2 separate regions of the Danio rerio genome follow, and region 2 is linked to region 1. The links are chromatin contacts, called in public Micro-C maps. All regions are on one chromosome and are shown on one strand. The core of a region is the stretch at or near the end of the contact, and the rest is flanking DNA. Distances in the headings are between cores, read along the strand shown. Region 1 holds the start of btaf1 (BTAF1 RNA polymerase II, B-TFIID transcription factor-associated). Region 2 holds the start of mrpl14 (mitochondrial ribosomal protein L14).

Evidence for each region. A called contact is a pair of places that touch in the nucleus more often than the background predicts.
Region 2: a contact with region 1 is called in a Micro-C map of caudal fin, with 8 times the contacts expected there. The contact joins the promoter of mrpl14 here to the promoter of btaf1 in region 1. A contact is called at or near these places in 3 of 18 Hi-C or Micro-C datasets (caudal fin, hematopoietic stem cells and an unstated tissue) and 1 of 4 datasets of contacts at active chromatin or transcription factors (gastrula embryo).

What each region holds. Positions count from the first base shown.
Region 1 is chr13:46,116,087-46,120,105 of GRCz12tu, reverse strand. btaf1 (BTAF1 RNA polymerase II, B-TFIID transcription factor-associated) reads left to right here and starts at 2,012. Exons shown (of 38, transcript XM_005169532.6): 1 at 2,012-2,310. The coding sequence starts at 2,297.
Region 2 is chr13:46,254,749-46,258,728 of GRCz12tu, reverse strand. It overlaps mrpl14 (mitochondrial ribosomal protein L14), which reads right to left and starts at 1,341. Exons shown (of 3, transcript NM_201147.2): 1 at 1,288-1,341; 2 at 1,025-1,095. The coding sequence starts at 1,083. lrrfip2 (leucine rich repeat (in FLII) interacting protein 2) reads left to right here and starts at 3,553. Exons shown (of 13, transcript NM_199479.3): 1 at 3,553-3,645.

The sequences.
Region 1 (4,019 bases), core at 763-3,262:
CAATAAAGAAAAATTTAAAACAAAAAAAAATTATTATTACATCATATATCATTAGGTAAAATAGCAATCTGGTAAAGTTTTAAAGTAAAAAAAAACTATACCCTACTGTCATTTATTATACAAAAAACAAACTGGCCAGCACATTCAACTGTGATCTGGGATGCATTCCAGATGAAACTGGACAGGTCTTATCATTTTTAGACAAAATTAATATAAATAAAATAAATTTTGACCAAGAGAAAATTTGACCTGCGCTTGAAACACCTGTAGGTGCGCTTTTACAGCCAAAATCCTATTAAAAACAGGCTTACTATAAGCATTAAACAATGTGTTCCAAATGTTCAGGCCTGAAAGGGGTTCGTGTGGTTCAGAAGACCCACCCCTCACTGACAAAGGTCCAGAATTTGTCCCATATAGAAGTTCATTTGTCCTATATTTTGACTGCTATGCCATCATAAATAATGAAAATAATCCATCGAAAAAGGTTTTAAGACCAAACGGAATCCTCTGTCGGCTGTTGCTTCGACTATGATCTGATGTAAGAGAAGTCTTCTTTCACAACTGTATTGCTTTTAAACAGAGAAAACATTTTACAGGGAACTTTATTCTAAATTTGGACCTTATTTCTGAAATAAAAATGAGCAACAAAAAGGTGTGAAGCACCAGAAGCAGACCATGTTAAATTAATTTGAATACATTTTGGCTAATGTTGATATCCAGGAATTTTCAAATGTATTTTTTCTACCAAAGAGAACAGATAAATTCTGAAGAATTCATTGTTATTATTATTATTATTATTAATAATAATAATAATAATAATTATTACTATTAATAATTTATTATTATTATTATTATTATTATTATTATTATTATTATTATTATTATTATGTTTTAATTCTTTTTTAATGAAATGGCCAAATTGTGACCGAGGACAGTTGAATGTGCTGACCAGTTTTTTTTTTTGTTTTTTTTTTTTTTGCATAATAAATGACAGTAGGCTACAGTTTTTTTACTTTAAAACTTTAACAGATTGCAATTTTTTCCTAATGATAAATGATGTAATAAATTTGTATTTTAAAAATGAGTCTTGTTTAAATTTTTTATGCAATTTTTTAGGAAATATTTTAGTACATCAAAAAGTGTGGTTATGATGAGATCTGACTAGCTAATCCAGCAAAACAAAAAATCACTAAAATGCAGAATTTAAATCTCATAGTTAAATAGAAACTGAGGCGTATAACTGCAAAAAGGTCCACTTTTTGAGAAAAAAAGGACCACCATTTCACCAGGCTGGCCTACTATGATAACACCCAAAGCTAAAGATAAAAATGAAATGAACTGTATTTTATGATGTTCTGAGGAGTGAAACAGTTTTCAGGTACATCATTTGAATAATCAAATTTAATATAATGCTGCATTGTGTTTATTGTAAAGATGATTAAATTAAATTAATCGTTATTTCTTATGCATGAATGCTATTAAAATGCTCATACAGTACAAATGGTTTTGTTTTAGGACTGTTGGGCCCCATGGCTGGAACTGCTTCGGGCCCCAAATCACTAAACCCACCCCTGATTGTTTCAATATGTAAATATTTGGTCACCAATATTGACTTTAAACCTTAGAAATTATTTTGCAGGATGAACGTGATATATAATTTTAAGTGCACTTCTTAATCAAGCATCTTGAAGTTGATACTTGTCTTTTAGGATTTTCGACTGCTATTTATAGAGGATGACATTGATGCAAGTTTTATTATTAAATTGGTCGAATGCGAATGTGGAACAGCGACAAAAACAGTTTTATATTCAGCATATATGAATATTTATATATATTTTTACTGAAAAGAAGATGAATAAAACCCGTGTTTCCGGACCATGTTTTTTTCTCCTACAGTGTACTTCCTTTTGCAAAGTGCCTTGCGATTGGCCGGCCGGAGCCCATGTAACCAATCACAGCGCGCCTACCATGGAGGAAGGAATAAATGCAAGATGGCTCCTCATATAAAACCAGCCGCCTGGCTTCTCTTTTGTGATCTACAAAATTATTTCTCCCCGTTTGTTCGATTAAAATACCGTTTTCGGGGAAGTGCGGAGGGCTGAATCAATCTGTACGCTGGCGTGGAGTTACTCAAGCGTCTTCGGGCGCTGTGGGAAATATTTAATAAGCGAGCAGGCGGATTTTGAGGCAGTGCGCGAGATTTCGGGCCTGTCCGCGCACGCGTCGGTCAGCAGCAGCCGAACCTGAACCCGAACCCTCGGCCGGACACAAACCCGGACCCCCGAACAGCTCACACATGGCCGTTTCAAGGTGAGTCTATGGATAATACCTCATCTCCAGCAACCATGCCACTCCACACTTCAATTTGCTCATTCCTATCACTTAACGACATGCTATCCATCCTATCGTTAAGTAAAAGCGTCTGTCAGTTGAGCTCGGTCAACATTTTAAAACAAGGAACCATAATATTAAGTTACCTCCCAGCCAAACACTGCAGAAACAACCTACAAAATATGACACGTCAGTACATTTAACCGTGTTATTTTAGTGCAATATATCATAGTGGGTTACATTTCGGGCTGTGCGTTATGAATCCAACAGTTTGTGGTCTGTCATAATGGTTCCACTTTATCCTGGTAAATCTCCGGTTAATGTGTAAATCCACGGGTGATTAGTGGACTAACCCTGCAGTGTCATCCTTGTCCGGGCTGGGCTCTTGTCAGTGAGCTAAAGACACAGACTGAATTAAGGCAGCTCTCATTTCTCCTAATCCATCTCTTCAGTTGATGCGGTAGATTATTGTTCCGTTATGTAACGCTTCTGACAGGATGGTGTGAGGAAACCTGCTGGGATATGTGTATTTTTATCATTTATTTATTTTTAAGTAATTAAAGTTGTACACATTAAGGGATTCATTAATACTGGAAGCCTGTATCTTCATAGATCCGATCGGTTCGTCTCCTCATGGGCGGCGCCATGTTGATCACACATCGGTTATTACTACTAATAATGCCTAGTTAGTTCATAAACAAACCTAATGTAGTCTAGATCTTTTGATGTCAGTGTGTGAACAGAATCACTTGATTTTCTGGGGATGCATAGACCCTGAGTTAAAGATACAAATGAAATCAACTGTATTTTATGGTGTTTTGAGGAATAAAACAGTAGTCAGGTACATCATTTGAATAATCAAATTTAGAATAATACTGCATTGTGTTCATTGTATAGAGCAGGGTTCAACGCTAATGATTTTTTTCTACTGGCCCAACCGAGCCAGTGGTTCAATTATTTACTTGCCCTGCCAAAATTTTCACTGGCCCCTCCAAAAAAAAAGTTAGTACACTGCAAAAACCCACCAGTCAGTTTTATCAAATGAAATGAGTGTAGGTAACTCGAAATCGATTAATTCTACTCATTTGAAAAGAGTTTTGAACTCATTGTTGAAGGTGATGAGTTAATTAAATACCTCATTACTTCAACTTAAATGGAGTAAGTTTACAGTACTCGTATACATTAGTTTTTAACTCAAATGGTTTGTAGCAATCGGTTTCCTCAAGCGGTTTGAGTTGCCTTAACTTATTGGGTTTTGCAGTACTCAGCTGGTTTGAGTTCTCTTCATTTATTGGGTTTTACTGTGCTCAAATTGCTTCATTTACTCAAATTAAGTTCACAGTACTCATTTAGATTAGTTTTTGAACTTAAATGGTTTGTCGGTTTTCTCAAATAGTTTAAGTTACCTTAACTTACCCATTAGTTGCCTATTTCTTAGCTACATATTTTAAATGTGTCATCTAATGAATCTAGAAATTAAACGTAAAACATGTTAATAATTGTATAATGAGAAAAATTGTAAGCGTTATGCAAACAAAAAGAGCACTATGGAAAATGTGCTGGTATTTTATTGCAGTTCTAAATTATTTAACAAAAGGTGGCTGACTTGACAAACTGACGGCAAACTGTGCAAAACATTACTTCATTGGTCATGTTGTACTTGTGTAAATGTCTGCTTCCAAGATGTT
Region 2 (3,980 bases), core at 92-2,591, 140 kb before region 1:
AAAATATGCCAAATATGCAAAAAAAATAGCTTACAATAACAGTCCAAAAAAGATTACACCCAAATGTATAATGTTAGGGGGTAAAAACAAATTAAAAATGATTTTAAAAAAAAGAAAAAATTTAGTTTAAATTTTGCAGATAGTATTTTTTTAAATTATTGACATGTTTTTACTGAATAATTGTATTTGTTGTTTATTATTATTATCATGCACTATATAATAGGTCTAGCATTGTAATATATTTAAAATTTATTTTTTATTTAGTTTATTTAGTTTTCATTACATTTATTCATTTTATTTATATATTTGTAATAATTATAAACCCAAAGGTATCATTTATATCAAGCATTTTAAATATAAAGCGTTTTAAATGATGAGTTTTTTAAAGAATCATAGTTTCACTGCTAGTAAATAATCTTAATTACACACACACACACACATTTATGCATGCATGTATGTATATACACTACCGGTCAACAAAAGTTCGGGGTTTGTTTTTTCCCATTTTTTTTGTTATTTTGTTTATCAAGGCGACATTAAATGAAAAAACCTACTCCAGTTATTATTGCTTTTAGTACTATTACCATTAATAACATATTAATAACAATAATAATAATTATTATTATGAGAGTGATTTCTAAATGATCATGAGACTGATGACTGGAGTAATGAAGCTGAAAATTCATCTTTAAAATCACTGGAATGAATTATTAAATTATAAACTACTTTCAAACAGTTATTTTATAGTGCGATAAAATTTCACAATTGTACAATGTGTTCTGCATTTATGATTAAATAAATGCAGCTTTAGTGAGCAGGAGAAGCTTATTTAAAAACATTTAAAAATCATGCTGATCCCAAAACATTTGACCAGTAGTGTGTATATATAAATATGAACATAAAATGTATGATTATGAATGATAATATAACTCAAAAAAGGCAAGTTATTATATTACACTACAATATTTAGCGATAGTTCCACCATATGATTGTGGACTCTTTCAAAACTGTAGAAATACTTCACCTGAAAGCCCTCTGCTGCATCAGTTTGGGCAAAATCAGCCCGGATAACGACAATGCCATCCTGACCACACACTAAAAACAAGAGAAAAGTCAAAAATAGTGACAAGAGCATCCTGTGACTAATGAGTTCAATATTTATAGCAATAAGCATCAGGTTTACACTCCTTCTGGTTACCACTGAAAGCATGCAGATGAACTCAAGCATCTATATAACCATTGGTAAGTGCATTTATAAAATAATACTGTATAAATAACGATAAATACCTGAACAGTTCATTCACAGCCCACACCAATGTCACGCACACATCGGCTCTGCGTCATGACAAAGCGACGTTTGGTCTTTTTCTTCTATTGAATCGAGCTTATTAATTTGCGCCACCTGCAGTACTGGAGGACACACCTTTACAGTCCATACAGTACAGTCAAACCCCAAATTATTCATCATACCCCTGGCAAATTCTGACTTAAAGTCACTTTTATTCAACCAATAAGTTTTTTTTTTACTAGAAATGAGACAGGCTTCTCCCAAATGATAACAAGACGACACAAGAGGCATCATTGTGGAAAATATCTATTTATTCAATCATTTTCTTTCCGGCTTTTAGTCTGGGGTCGCCACAGCGGAATGACATTTGTATTTTGAAATCAACAGCTAGGGGTCATCATTGGACTGGAAATGTAACACATACTTATGATGTGGTATAAAAACATTAAGAAATTACATTTTTTACCATGATTTTGCAGGAAAAGGTGTACTTCAGTATTTGGTTATATACACAATTAATGTCTTATCTTAACTTACAGTGGCATTTGTTTAGAGAAAAGGTTCATTGTTTTGGTGAAAGATGGTAATAGTTGGAATTACAATTATAAAGTTGAAAGGTTTAGGGTTAAATTTACTGGTTAAATTTAGGATGAGGAATTTATGACAAGTGCGCTCAGCCTACATTAACAAAATAAATACGTAAACACAAAAAGCATCTGAAATAAACAATATACTAAAGAAATGACAAAATACACATCTGTTCAGTTTTAAAGGCTTTCTGTTCTGTAGTGTTTAAGAGAGTATTTCTAGATATGTTAGAAAGCTGCTAAAACTCATGTGTTACTGAAAAAATAATGATAATGCAATTGTTTGAAGGAATACTTTCTGCTTTTCAATCAGATCCATAAATAACAACCATTTTAATGATTTACTTTGTTTTTTGTTTGTTTCTTAAAGGACCCACTCCTAACTAACAAAGGTCCAGAATTTGTCCCATACATGAGCTCATTTGTCCTCTTTTGACAGCTATGCCATTATAAATTGTGGAAATTAATCATTGAAGAGGACTTTAAGACAGAGAGGCAAACTGGCATAAGTGAAGTCATCTTTCACTACTGACCTACTGTATTGCTGTTAAATACTAAAAACATTTTGCAAGTAACTTTTATTCTAAATCTTGGACCTTATTCTTGATAGAAAGAAATAAAGACCAGTAAAAAGTTGTGTAGCACCAAAAGTTGATTTTAAAGCTTAAAAATGTATGTTAATACTTATTAGGCTAGTGTTGTTATTCATAAATTTTCAAATGCACTTTTTACAAGATAGGCTAGAAAAATCAGACAGAATCATAATCGGAAAGAGCTTTATTGCCAGGTATGTTTGCACATACGAGGAATTTGTTTTTGTGACAGAGCTTCTACAGTGCAACAGAATTACAGAGACAGGACAATAAACAGATAATAAATATATGAAAAAGCAGTAGTGAAGTAGATCAGGAAAAAAGTAAGGAAATTAGTAAGTAGATAGTTTTTTTTAAAAGTATTATTCAAATGGCCAAATTCTGACCAGAAAGTTGAATGTGCTTACTTCGCCTTAATATGCAGTATTTAATTTAAAGCTCTAACAGATTGATTTTCCCCTAATGACTTACAAAGTAATACATTTGTATTTTAAAATTATTATAGAATTAAGTTTTTTTCTATTATATTTCTTTATTTTAAATCCTTAAGAAATGTTTTTGGTACATCAAAAAATATGATTTTGATGACCACAGCTAAAAATGTGTTTTAAATGTCACCTAAATATAGTATTTAAATCTTATAATTAAGTAGAAAATGAGGCAAATACCTGCAAAAAAGTTGGCTACGGGCCTGATCTAATATGTTTTTGTATCCCCTGATAGTAAATAATAATAAAATAATAATAATGTTAATAAAAAAGTGAGAGTAGGTGTAAAGATGGTTAGCTGGTCTAGGCGTGTTCAAAAGCCACGCCTCCTTTCCTCAACATCCGGGCCTTTCATCGCGAAGCTGGAAAAAACACTTCAAACTCTTAGAGACGCCCATAATCAGAGTGTGTATCTACTTTCACCTACTTATACTACATTTTTTAATACAAAAATAAACTAACTGTAGCGTCTCTTATAACTTAGCATTAGACGTTTTTGGGGAAAGTTTGTAGTGACGGATAGTGTCAGTTTGTGGCTGTCACGAAGGCACGCGCGCGCTCACTCATACAGCCGCGCGCACGTGCATGTGACGCGCGCTCGCTCACTCGTCAGCGGGAACGCGCTCGGGTCCCAGCCAGTCAGTCAGAACCGACCCGAGTCTCGAGCGGAATACTGACGGACAGATACGGTAAGAAACCGGCACTTACGGAACTAACTGTCATAATTGTCCAGGCAGGTCATTAAATTGTAATATGTGAATTAATAGGAGTCTTGAAAGTGACATTTGCACACTTTATGTCTTTGAGGACAAGCTAGCAAGCTAACCGCTAACTAGAGTCATGGATATGAGTTTCTATTTGCAATATTTATAACTTGTTATGTGTATATACATTAAAGCTTTATGTAGTCAATATTAAAAGTCTTTAATACCTCACAGTTATGTGTTTTCTGTTAAAACAAAGCGCTTTAAGTTAGCCTGTCACGCTGCTGAATGAGTGTTGGTTTATATTTAGCACCTCAGCA